Linked DNA regions of Rattus norvegicus: region 1 is linked to region 2. A link is a contact called in public Hi-C data. All regions are on one chromosome and are shown on one strand. The core of a region is the stretch at or near the end of the contact, and the rest is flanking DNA. Distances in the headings are between cores, read along the strand shown. Region 1 holds the start of Gdf10 (growth differentiation factor 10). Region 2 has its middle 100 kb from the start of Ptpn20.

Region 1 (6,298 bases), core at 3,308-5,807, 240 kb after region 2:
ACAGGAGGAGCTTGAAAAAGTCCCAAGACAAACAGGACAGATGGCAAGGACCTGACTGCCAGCCAGAGGATGTTGGCTTTGTCTCTCTCTCTCTCAAAAAAAAAAAAAAAAGACCATCAAAGGTTCCGAGGAAGATTATTTGGGGGTTGTAAGGAGGCCACGCAACCCCCAAGGAGTCCTGATTTCCAAAGTGTCTATTTGGCTGCCTCTCCAGCAGACTCCTCTTAGCCGGCCTTAGCCAACTCAAACACACACACCCCCACCACCACCCCCTTCTCCAAATCGGCTCCCTTCAAATTGTCACTCCCCACAGGGCCGCATTCATGCATGGGTTCTAAATAGTCCCACTGTTCAGCTTTAACGAGAAGTAATACCAATCCCCATGTTTGCTCAGAGAGCACCATATTTCATCAAACCAGAGCCCATGCAGGCTCAGATTACTGTCCGAGACAATGTTCTGTAATCCTGGTTTATTCACATGACACGGGTATTTTAGCAAAACAGGAATGAATGGCCCTCGCCGCCCTAGGACGTCCAGGGAGAGCTGGGTTCCCGTCCAGGGGAAGTCATGCTCTCCCTGGCCAGGGAAGCTGATTCTGATCCCCTACGTTTTCCTGGCTTTCAGAAGGCGAATACTGGGCTGAGGAGGAGTCACAGACTGGGTAGTTATTTCCCCATAAAATGTGAACTCCACGGATGGATTTTGCCAGAGCAAAAATAAAATCTGTCATTGATTATAAAGTCCTTTGTGCCTGTTACTCCTCAGATTTATTACACCCTGGCCTGGCAGCCCGGAGAGGCCCTGAGATTCTTGTCTCTAGCGCCCCACAGCTCATGCCCCAAATGGGGACAGGGACTTGCTGGCGTTTCTTTTGTCCTTTAAGGGCCAAGAGCTTTGGAAATTTAGATGAAGAGCCGTGAATCATGCCACAGACACGGGATAACAACAGCTCATTCTGGAGGGCTAACACTTGCTAGCCAGGGAAACATGTCCCTTCCCATGTAGCTTTTAGCAGTGTGCACCAACAAAAGGGGATTCCTCTGCACAGCTTTTCGCCAAACTTCCCAGTGTCTGGGTCCACTCTGAACATGCCAGGACCTCTTTCAAACCCACAACAAGAGTGGTAATAATGTCATCTGTGCGATTTCCTACCATCTCTCATTTAGAACATTACCTGTAAACTTCACAGTGTTCTGCTCGTGTCTGTGTGCGGAGCTGAAGAAGCTGAAGCTCAGAGAAGGCGATTAAGTTTCTTAGGATCACACAGCTGGGTGATAGTGGAAATGGGACGTGAACAGAGCCCTAAATGGCTTCACAGGGCCGCATGGATGCTCCCACTTCCAAGCTTGTATTGACGTGAAGCCGCGGCACAGCATGCGGTACTGGGGGAGAGACAGCCTTTCAGGGTTTCAGGGACTGTGGTGCTGTCCCAGAGGAGCAGAACTGGTTAGATTCACAGCTCAGTCACAGAAGGACTGGATACTGCTATCAAATGAGGGCTGGTGGCATTTGCCATCTACCTGGGGAGTAATTTCTAAGAAACCCTGGGGTGCTTACTGCGTAGAGCTCTCAGATTATCCCCTGCCATGTTGAGGTGTGAGTCTTCCAATCGCAGGGACTCCTCACCTTTTTCTCACCATCTTCTGAGTTGACGACAACCCTCCCCCCACCCCCCGCAGAATGTGTGGCACAGAAGACTGAAGGCTGAAGTCCCCTAAACTAAGTCCCCTATCTCCAGAGAAGACAAGCCTGCATCCCAGTGCATAAGGTCAAGAGCCTGATTTTAACAGAATAGTCCCCCGGCCCCAAGAGCAGAATGACCGTGTGGGAAGCTATGGAAGCGGGAGATTGGAAGGCTTAGATCCGTAGTCAGCCATCTCCACTCTTATTATTCTGAGCCACAGCCTGAGCTATTAAAAACAAAACATGTTCATTGGCAAGCTCCACAATTAGCCTCATTTCCACGCTCCAACACTGTTCAGCACGAGCTGCGCTTGCACAGATTGCTTCTTGTCTGTTCTTTGGTGCTTAGAGCGCTGTGCTGGGAGCTAGCGAGGATGTGACCCAGTGGTAATCTGAATTGCTTCACCAAACACATTTTTATCCCATCATCTCGGCCACATGAAAGGGGGCCACAGTGCTCCAGTGTTCAAAACTTTACAGTCCTGCTGTTCGGCAGTAAAATGAGGCAAGAAATATTAGCCGTCCCTGGCTGATGCCTTAATTCTTTCGAAACAATGTCAAAGAATCTGTACCCTACAGGTTTTAGAGCCTGCTAAAGCCTGACCCTCGAGCTGGCTTGAATGGAGCCGGAATGAGTTAAGGAGGGCGAGGAGGCTTTAATGGACAAGGATCCGAATAGCCCAGCTTGTGCCGGCGTCCTGCAGATTCCCCTCCTTTTCACAGACCTCGATTGTGTTGGCCCCAGCAGAGACAAAACTACCCCTGAGCAGAGGTTACCCCCAGCTGGCACAGGTCAGAGGCATTCTGGGGGAGAGGAGGAGAGGGGGCGGCAAGGGGAAGTGAGGGTACATGGAGAAGGAGGGAAGTGAGGTGGGGGAAGGACATTTATAAGAGAGGATAGTCTGGTCCATTTATAAGGAGAGATTCAACCACAGAGCTGGGCCGTGATGGACTCACAACTCCAGACAAGCCCTTTTGGGAAAGCCAGTTCACAGAACAAGTGGGAACTGTATATGAATGGAACGTTGAATGTAATCCGAGTTAATTTTCAAAATACTATACATTTATATGCATAATAAACGCCCTCTCGGTGCTTCTACAAACTATAGGCCAAAGTTTCATAGCTCTGGGTAGGATGAACTCTAATATGACGGTCTGAGGTTTAAAGAAATAAAACTATAAATAGTCATTTTACGCAGCGACAGAAGGCTTTTCCAGGGAAATTTCAATTATTGCACTGTGATCCCTCCAAAAAAAAAATAAATAAATAACTATTTTGGCTCCCAGAGCCCAAAGTTACCAGATAAGAAGAATATTGGGTTCACAAGTGTGGAAATTATTACCATGCAGCCAGAGGGTGGCCATTCACTAGCTTTCTGGAAGAGTGTAGGCTTGAAGGGGATCTTGGCCCTCTAAAGCAGTGGTTCTCAACCTGCGTGTCGCGACCCTTTTGAGGGTCTAAATCATTTTATGGTTGGGGGTTACGGAAACGGGACTGTGTGAAGGGATCACAGCATTTAGAGTCTAAAGATTCCTTCATGTTTAGGGCCCTGGACTCCTTTCTAGCCAGCTAAACTCTGTGGACCCCTCCCCTAAATGTTCTTAAATGCACAGAAATGAAATTCCCAGGTTAACAAAGAAAACCAACCATGCTCTAATATATAAAAAAAATATCTCAAAGTCACTCTGTAGCATAACAAAGAATATTCCATTTTTGTTAATTCCTTACTTAGCAGGACCCAAAAGTTATTGTAATTTCAATATAGTTTAAGCAAAAACAAAATTTACTTTGGGAAATCTGGAACACCTCTCCTGTCAAATGACAATATCTGAAGAGTGTCTCTCTGTGAAAAGCCACAACACCAACCACTGCAATTGCTCGCTTGTTCGCATCCCATTGGAAACTGCTGTTTCCATTAAAGTTGGTTAGAACTACCAGATTTTTTCCCCACCAGGACCCCGAATTCTACCTATAGGGAAGTAACTTTGCTAGAGTGAAGCACCTTCAGGGGCCCTTCTGACCCAGGACTAAGCTGTCTAGCAGGAGTCAGTGACACCCTACACCAGCACTTCATCGAGAATTCCTTTTCAAAAAAACCATGGGCTTTTTCCCTCCCTCCCTGGTGCTTTAAAACTTTTTATAAAGCAAATTGAAAGCATGTCCTTTTTTTTTTCAGCAATCCTGTCCGAAGCTTTACACGGACCGTTGATGCATATCTTCAACAAGTGGAAACGCCGTAGCCAGATAAAGGGTCAGTTAGCCTGATAATTCTGATTTTATACATTGATCGAGATCTTGCTTCTACCAACTTAGGTTGGCGACTTCTGTTGTGAAATCCCCGGAGCTCCTGCTCCCAAGACTGTACCTTTGCGTTTTGAGCACACACTAGCTCAGGGACAGCTAGGCACACATGGCCTCTGGGATCCTCATGGGGGAGCTGTCATCTTCCAACCACAGAGCCATAGCATGCCTTTGCAGGGACAACCCTGCAGGCGGGCCCCCCTCCAAAGCCTGCCCAGCCCCCGCGACGCCCTGGCTCAGCTGCAGGCAGCGACACTCCGGAGCCGGCTGCGGGGCTGGTCTCCCGCTCTCGGCGGGGGAGCGAGGAGCGCGCCCGCCCACACCCACGGCCCCCACACTCGCGAGCGCACACCCCGGCGCGCGCACGCCCGCACACAGGGACGCACGCACAGCACACCGGGGCCACAGACGGGCTCCTGGCTGCTGCGAGTGGGGACCGCAGCCGGATCCCCCACCCCACCCCCCGAGGGCGCTGTCCGCCACCCCGCCCCGCCCCTCCCCTCGAACTCGCCAGTCCCGGCGCCGCTCCGTGGGCTGCAAAGTTTGCAGCGCAAGGCCGTCAAGGGAGCGCGCCGGCGCGGGCTCGGCTGAGCTCCACGCGGCTCAGGACAGCCGTGACCACTGACCGGGCGGCGTGGATGCTCAGCAAGCAGCTCTGCCACCGCGAGCCAATCCCGATACATCGAGTCGGGTCGTCGGGGCTGTCCGAGTCCCCACAGACACTCCAGCCGTGGACCAGGTGCACAGCCAACACTGAGCCTTCCCTGTCTGCCCTCCTGGGCTCAGACCCTTCACCACTGTCACTCAGCCATGGCTCCAGGTCTTGCTCGGATCAGCTTGAGGTCTCAGCTGCTGCCCTTGGTGCCGCTGCTCCTGCTACTGCGGGGCGCAGGCTGCGGCCACAGAGTCCCCTCATGGTCCTCACTGCCTTCAGCAGCTGACAGTGTGCAGAGGGACAGGGACCTCCAGCAGTCACCCGGGGACGCTGCAGCCGCTCTGGGTCCAGGCGCCCAGGACATAGTCGCTGTCCACATGCTCAGGCTCTATGAGAAGTACAACCGGAGAGGCGCTCCACCAGGAGGAGGCAACACCGTCCGAAGCTTCCGTGCCCGGCTGGGTAAGTAAAGGATGCACCGGGAGTCCTTATTCGTCAGTTCTCTTATCTGTTTTCTCTGTTCCTTTGCAGATTTCTTCTCCCTTCCTTTCTTCTATTGACGTTTAATTCATCCTTCCACTGAAAATCCACTCAGTTCTTAGTACCAGGCCAGAGCTTGCAATGGGGACACCAAAGTGGTACTTGGTGGCAGACCTCCTGCCACTGGGAGCTTGCACAACTGCTGCAAAAAGGTCAGCATATACCCAAAGCTTTAGGCACAGAACGGAGATGGGCATTGGCTGAGGTCGATCCATGCTGACATTATCCTGACACTTACTGTATGGGGGGGGGGGTCACAGGGAGCATGGTCAGCGGGTCACAAGGCAGCATCGGTGAAGCACTAAGCCCAGACAGGAAGCATTATTTGGGTAGCAAGAAAGCAAAGAGCTCAGAGAAGAGCCTGTGTCCTCAAGACTGGAAACTTCAGAAGACAGGTTTCAGGAAAGGTCCAGAAGCACCTTGCCTGGCTCCTGGTCCAGGCTCCACTTCACTCTCCTCATACCTAGGGTTGAGCTTGCCAGAGGCCTCTTGACAGAGACTCTCTCCACCCTCTTCTTAGGGAAGGTGGCTCTGAGCCCCTGCCCACTAACTTAGGGCTGAGAAACCCTTGCAAGGCCAAGCTAAGTGCAGAGGAAGTGAAGCCTGGGAAGCAGGTGGTGAGAAGACCCTGGTTGTCATGGTGACTGCTCATGGTTTTAGAATGCTGCTCCAGAAAATGTGGGCAGAGGTCTCCTGCAGTTCTGTCTGGAAGGAGGCCATCCCCCAGGAGAAAAATCCTTCAGTGTGCAGTCTTCTCCCCTAAGGTGGATGGGAACAAACCTCGGCCAACTCTGAGCCTAAACAGCACAGCCTCTGAGCTTACCACCTGCCGCTCACTGGGTACCATCTTGGCTTCCAGTTCAGACATAACAGGGGTAAGGGAGCATCTCTTCCAAAGAGCACATCCTTCGTCATAGCAGGATGTGTTTCTAGATTCTAGGCCAACTCTGGCCTCCCTGGAACCTTTTATTCAATACCTGGCATTCGTTTCTGAAGAAGCCTTATTAAAGTAAGCCACTTAAGGAACATCTGGCATGATTGAGTTAAATCATTAAAACTACGTGGACTTGTTTGTACTCTATAAAATGGGCAGTTCACAGCAGCATCTCCCTCTTGG
Region 2 (6,523 bases), core at 1,018-3,517:
TACAGCTACTACCACGGTGCCTTCCCTGGCTCCCAGGCACTTTTTACCTCTTGAGTATAAAGCTCTAGTATTCTGCAAGACTTTTACACTGTACTATGTAGGTATGGGCCACAGTGTCAAAATTCAATGGAGGTGGTCTAAATGCATTCATCTGCAAGATATCTACGAAGCCTTCATCACAGGTCTGCAAATTAATCTATCAGAGGTACCATGACTCTTACTGCACGGGTGGAGTCCTTGGTTTGCCGCTAGGCAGCTTGGTTGCTCTCAGCAGTCATTTGACGCCTTGGGGCTGTGGTTTCTCTGTCTACAAAATGAGGATCAAAGAGCACATGCTTCCCAGGTGCTGGCTGAGCCCAGAGACCTACCACAGAAGGACCATGGAGGTGGAAGCCAAGGAAATAACCTGTCACCACACCAGGGGCACTGTGTCATGGATGCAGGGGCCAGTGGGGGAAATGAAGGAGCAGGAAGGGGACTTGGGGATAGTGTGTGGCCTGGGGGGATGGCACTGTTAGGAGAGGCCTCAGTATGAGGTGAGAGGGTAAGTCCTACAGCAGAGCAGAGGGTAGAACAGGACACTCTCGGGTTGCTTCCTCTGGCTTCCACCTGATGTAGCCTGCAGGTGGAAGGAACATCTTATTTTTCAGATTAAAAGAAAACAGGAGCCATGTTTTGCCCCAGGACCATTCTCTCCCCCCCTCCCCCCGTGACAGTAGTTCTTACGTGTTGAACCTCTGGGACTATCATGCAGGGGACTGGGTCTCATCCCACTGGGTGGGATGGCTAATGCCCTCTGAGGGCTGCTTAGGGTTCCCATCTTTGCTTTGTGCCTCCTATGGTGGAGAGTCTTTATGGTGGAGAGCCTTTACGGTGGAGAGCCTCTAGGGTGGGGAGCCTCTGTGGTGGGGAGCCTCTGTGGTGGAGAGCCTCTATGGTGGAGAGCCTCTATGGTAGAGAGCCTCTATGGTGGAGAGCCCCTATGGTGGAGAGCCTCTATGGTGGAGAGCCTCTATGGTGGAGAGCCTCTGTTGTGGGGAGCCTCTGTGGTGGAGAGCCTCTATGGTGGAGAGCCTCTATGGTAGAGAGCCTCTATGGTGGAGAGCCCCTATGGTGGAGAGCCTCTATGGTGGAGAGCCTCTATGGTGGAGAGCCTCTGTGGTGGAGAGCCCCTATGGTGGAGAGCCTCTATGGTGGAGAGCCTCTATGGTGGAGAGCCTCTGTTGTGGGGAGCCTCTGTGGTGGAGAGCCTCTGTGGTGGAGAGCCTCATGGTGGAGAGTCTCTATGGTGGAGAGGCTCTATGGTGGAGAGGCTCTATGGTGGAGAGCCTCTGTTGTGGGGAGCCTCTGTGGTGGAGAGCCTCTGTGGTGGAGAGCCTCATGGTGGAGAGTCTCTATGGTGGAGAGGCTCTATGGTGGAGAGGCTCTATGGTGGAGAGGCTCTATGGTGGAGAGCCTCTGTTGTGGGGAGCCTCTGTGGTGGAGAGCCTCTGTGGTGGAGAGCCTCATGGTGGAGAGTCTCTATGGTGGAGAGGCTCTATGGTGGAGAGGCTCTACGGTTTTCCACTAGAGATGTTGAGTTCCACCATATGGTCCTGCCCTGCACCTGGCACTAATCTGCTCCAGAAGTAAAAGCAGGTTCCCGCTACCACACAGATACCCTCTTATCCAAGCCTGACTTTGTCATCTATCTTGGCCCCTGAGTAGCAGGTGCCACACTGACTTGGAGAGGTTCGGAGCTGAGGGTGCTTGCTGCGAGCCAGAAGCTCGAGATGGCAGGACCCAGGAGAAGCACCGAGTCCAGATCTGCCGCATCTGCTTAGTTATTTCTCCAGCACCCACAGTGGTTCCCAGGCTGTGACCCTCAGGGCGCTATGCAGGCTGCATATGCCCCACAAGCCACAATCACTACTGGCCTTTAGAGACCCAAGCTGAACATCTCTTTTCAGCCTTGAAGCCTGCTGTGACTGGTTTTGTGATCCTCTGTGTTGTATTCTACCCTGGGAATTGGTGATAGGTCCTCCCCACCCCAGAGTCCTCTGCCAGCATCTCACGGAAAAGATCCACAGGAATTCATCCCCTCCCCAGAAGTGTGTGCAAAGGAGTCTTGATCCCTAATGCGAGCCAACTCTCTTCAGTTTGATTTGTCTCAGAAGAAGTGAGACAGAACAGGGGTCCCCCTCCCGCCCCAGGGCAGGAGTACAGCATGACAGGATCCTGGAAACTTGGCAAGGATACCCTGGATCATAGTTCTGGCACAGGTCCCACTTGGCAGAGGAATGAAAAAAGGCTTCCAGTTGTCCCAACACAGTCCCCTCCCTCGGTGAGACAGACACACACATGCTCCGCAGGGCTGCAGCCTCTTACAGAGGAATCGTGTCTACCGGGGTCCAGGGACCTCAGCACCCCTCAGTGGGTGAACACTTACCAGCCCTTTCTGGACAGCCATTACATGCCAGGTTCTCACAGGACACTTTTGTTTGGCGGAAGGGCAGGGAGGCCCTCATATTCCCAGGGCCAAGAAGGTGGTGAGACACATCTTTCCATCCTTCCCAGAGCTCCTGATCCTGTGGGTACAGCTGCGTACTGTAGAAGTGACAAGCTACGCATACCCACAAAGCAGGGCTGCCTCTTCTTGGTTTAGAATCTTCGTCTTCTTGTGTGATTTGGAAGCACAGTCCCTGTGTGGCCCAAATGTATGGTACGAGGGAAACGACCCACACAAGCTATTCTGAGCTATTAATTGAGATGTATTATGAAGTTTTTATATTCAGGAGGAAATTAAAGTAGCTATTTACATTTCTGTATCCAGTGGATGAGGCTTTCTGTGCTTTCTGTGGGGCAAGGATTAGGGCCTAGAGACCCCAGCATATGTCTATCCACTAGTGAAGCTCCCTTTTGTCATTTGGTCTGTCCATGAGAGTATGGGTGTATTGATTGCCTTCACATTATTGTGACCACATATGGTAGCTTAAATGAGAATGGCCCCCATAGGGTCATATATTTGCATACTTGGTCCCCAGTTGGTAGAACTCTTTCTAAAGGATTAGGAGGTGCAGCCTTGTTGGAGAGGAGACACAGGGAGCCAGAAAGCAGAATTCAGGGACAGAATTGTAGTGATTGAGGGTAGATGTAACCAAAGCCTCATCTAGTGACCTTCCTCTTTTCCCCAAAGTTTTCCCAGCCTCTCAAGATAGTGCCACCAGCTAGGGACCAGTGTTCAAACATGAGCCTGTGGAGAACACTTCCAACTCTCCTGTTTGCAGAGGACAACATTGCAGCCTGCCAGGCTAGTGTCAGGCTTCCAAGGTGGAAGAAAGTAGCTGCTGTCTACTGTGAAACAACCCTCACCTAACTCTTCCCATTCTTCCTTCCCTGACCACCTGGGAATCTAGTTTTGAAAGCTTAGATGGGCTTCAGGCAGCCATCTTACTCACGTTGGGCAGAAAACAGCAAAGGAGTAAGTTTTAAGTCAATGCAAACTCTATTCCAACTCTGGGTGGTGCATCCAGTAGGGAGCTGGGATGAAAACAGGAAATCAAGCAGGAAGAGAGACAACTGAGATCACAGAGTAAAAAGGAGCCTGGTGTTTGGCCTCACTCATGTGGAACAGGTTATGAGCTACATGGATGGGACTGTGCTTAGGCTCAAAGGTCTTGGAAGCTGTCATGTGCACAAAGTCTCCAACATGGCAGGCAAGGTTGGGGAGTGCAAAACGTCTAGGGACTCAGGGCTTCGAGCCTATGAGCAGCATGTGACAGGAGACCAGGTTGTGTCATGGACAGGGGACAGTGTTGGAAGACTACGGGGATGGGATTGGAGTGCCAGAGTGGACTAGAAAGGGGTCTAGAAGACTAGAAGCCAGACTGATGTAGGACCTCTGCTCTCAGGCCTCTTTGGGGGAAGGGCCATCTACATCTACATCTCTGTGTGCATGGAGGCCTGGTTGGAGCCCAGCTCTCCCCACGGAGAGCAGACCTCAGATGGTAAGGCCTGCCCATGGCATTGTATTAGCTAATGCCGTGTCTCCTCCTGTATAAATTATATCATCTCTAGATGAGACTTCTTTTACTAAATTACAATGCAAATGTGTTTTCCAAATCTTTTTTATTTGTGGTTGGTTAAATAGTCTATGGATGAGGTACTCATGCAACCCAGCCTGCATTGTGTAGAAGACATGGGTGATGGTAGCGCAAGGCTCAGAAGAGCTTGGTGGGCCTCATATAGCCAGATTCAGGAAGCTCAAGTCTGGGCAAATGGGGAATGGGTAAGTTCTCTCTCTCTCTCTGTCTCTCTCTCTCTGTCTCTCTCTCTCTCTCTCTGTCTCTCTCTCTGTCTCTCTCTGTCTCTGTCTCTCTCTCTCTCTCTGTCTCTGTCTCTCTGTCTCTCTCTCTCTCTGTCTCTCTCTCTCTGTCTCTCTCTCTGTCTCTCTCTCTCTCTCTCTCTCTCTCTCTCTCTCTCTCTCTGTGAACATGTAAGTCCTTTGAACGTAGGTTAGCAAGGAGAGTTCAAGGAATCGAAGTCGCTGTCATGGAAGCTGGGAGAGGTGTGGTGAAGTGGACTTAGCTGAGGAGTCCCCCACCTGATGTAGGCCTGGTCTTTTCTGGATATTTCAAAGGGGCAGAAGCAGACGGAGAGGGCTAACAGTTCTCACAGGAAAGGTCTCAGTCAAGCCCAGCCCTCTCTGCTACTCCCCTCCTCCCTCCCTGTGAGCCTCCCTCATGCCCTGGCTGGACAGAGTGCCAAGCAGAGGAGGCTGTAGTTGCTGTGGAGGCAGGAACGCCTGGGGCCCTGGCTAGAAGGTCATGTGGGAAACTTCTGCTTGAGGGGAGATACTTAAATGGGCCATTAGGGCTCTGTATCCCAGGCCCTTGTTTGGCTGCTACTTCCTCCGATGGAGGAAAGGCCCGCCTGGCTTTACTGTGGAGCACGAACAACAGCTTGCTGGCTGCCCCAGTCTCACCGCACAGGACGCATAGCCCTGGTGGCCTGTCACTGCCTTCCAGAGAACCAAGGCTACCCGTGTGACTATAACTCTTTTGAAAGGCTCCCTCTGGAGACCAGGCAAAGGATGAATTCTCTCTGCATACTTCCTTTCCGACAGAACCCCAAGAACCCTCACGATATTGGGCCCTGGAAATTGTGGGGGAGGGAAGGAACACTTCTTGATGTGGGGGTCTTCTTGGGAGCACCTCAGGGATCCCTGTTTAGTAGGAAAGGGATCAAGGGCCAGGTGAGTGTCCAAGGGCTTGAGGCATAGGCATGTGTGGGGGAGGGGAGCCAATGGGCTGTCTGTCACGCCAATGCTACATGTCATATCTAGGGTTCACTGCTAATGGGGTCGGTGCAGTGGTTTGTCTAGGAGAGGAATGTCAGGGATTTGGTGCCACTCCTTACCTCTGATGGCTCCTGGTGATGGCTTAGCCAGCTCCTGCCCTTCCAAAGCAAATTCACGCTTGGGTAGGTTTGTACTATTACAACCGAGACGTAGAGCTAAGGTCTTATTTTGAAAAAGTATGAATCCTCCTTTAGCAGAGACCCCTGGGTTTTTGGCCTGTGCAAGCTGTTTGGGCAAAGAGACTGGGTACAAGGGTGTCAGTGGGGTTGATGGGTGCGGGAGACACAGAATACTTGACAGGAATCCCAGTCACATGCCCTGGGAGGAGAATCACCAGTTGCAAAGAGATGGGGCACATTAGATGAGATAGGACTGACAAACTGAACACAAGATATGGACGTCAGAAGCTCTCCAGACAAGGCAGTTCGCAATCCTGAGAGCACACAGCAGGTACATATATACATACATACATACATACATACATACATACATACATACATACATATATATATATATATATATGGGTTAACTATGTGACTGACCTGTTAGAAATGGCAATACCTTGAGGAGCTGGTCTCCAAGAGACATGTCACTGTGGCATGGGTAATAGGGAGGAAAGGTTGAGGAAGTGACCTGTGCACATACACCCCCATCTGATTCTCCCTCCTTCTCTAGGTCCTCACAGCAGGGCCCCGTTGGCACTGCATTCTCGGCAAGACCAGCAGAGGGCAGTGTGCCTCTGAGAGGGCCAAGATGCCCTTCCACAGCTGGAATTCACATTTGCACATTTTTTTAGTGTGGGCCCATCTCTGGCATAGTTTAGAGGGTAATCTAGCCCGGGCTCTAACAGACAAACCGTCCTCACCTCATCACCTCCTGTTCTAATAATACCACAGGATGTCACACCATGGGGGGTAAGGAAACAGCCAGGACCCTTGGACCCCCTCAGTTCTGCTTGGCCCTGTAAAAGTCATGCACAGTCGGTAGGAAGAAGGGATCTGGAGCTAGATGTGAAAATAAAGCAAGAAAAAAGGGGTTCCAGACCAAACCCAGGACCAGCATTCATCATAACAGAAAGGGCACCTCCAGCAGGGCCCACAGAAGTCTGTGGATTTGGAGGGGAACTAGGAACAAAAATTCATGATGGCCTAAAAGACAAGCAACAGTGCCCTCAGAGCATCTGAT

The links. Hi-C and Micro-C count contacts between places; a contact is called where the count stands out from the background.
Region 1: a Hi-C map of hepatocytes shows a contact between it and region 2, with 2.1 times the contacts expected there. The contact joins the promoter of Gdf10 here to the enhancer-like site in region 2. A contact is called at or near these places in 7 of 12 Hi-C or Micro-C datasets (the A7r5 cell line, Schwann cells, frontal cortex and 4 more).

What each region holds. Positions count from the first base shown.
Region 1 is chr16:9,238,955-9,245,252 of GRCr8, forward strand. Gdf10 (growth differentiation factor 10) reads left to right here and starts at 4,558. Exons shown (of 3, transcript NM_024375.1): 1 at 4,558-5,103. The coding sequence starts at 4,797.
Region 2 is chr16:8,998,969-9,005,491 of GRCr8, forward strand. No RefSeq gene overlaps it. Among named protein-coding and RNA genes, the nearest start is that of Ptpn20, 100 kb to the left of the region's middle. Within about 2 kb of position 2,268, at least 4 of the 93 cell types and tissues checked have an H3K27ac peak or open chromatin away from gene starts, as enhancers often do.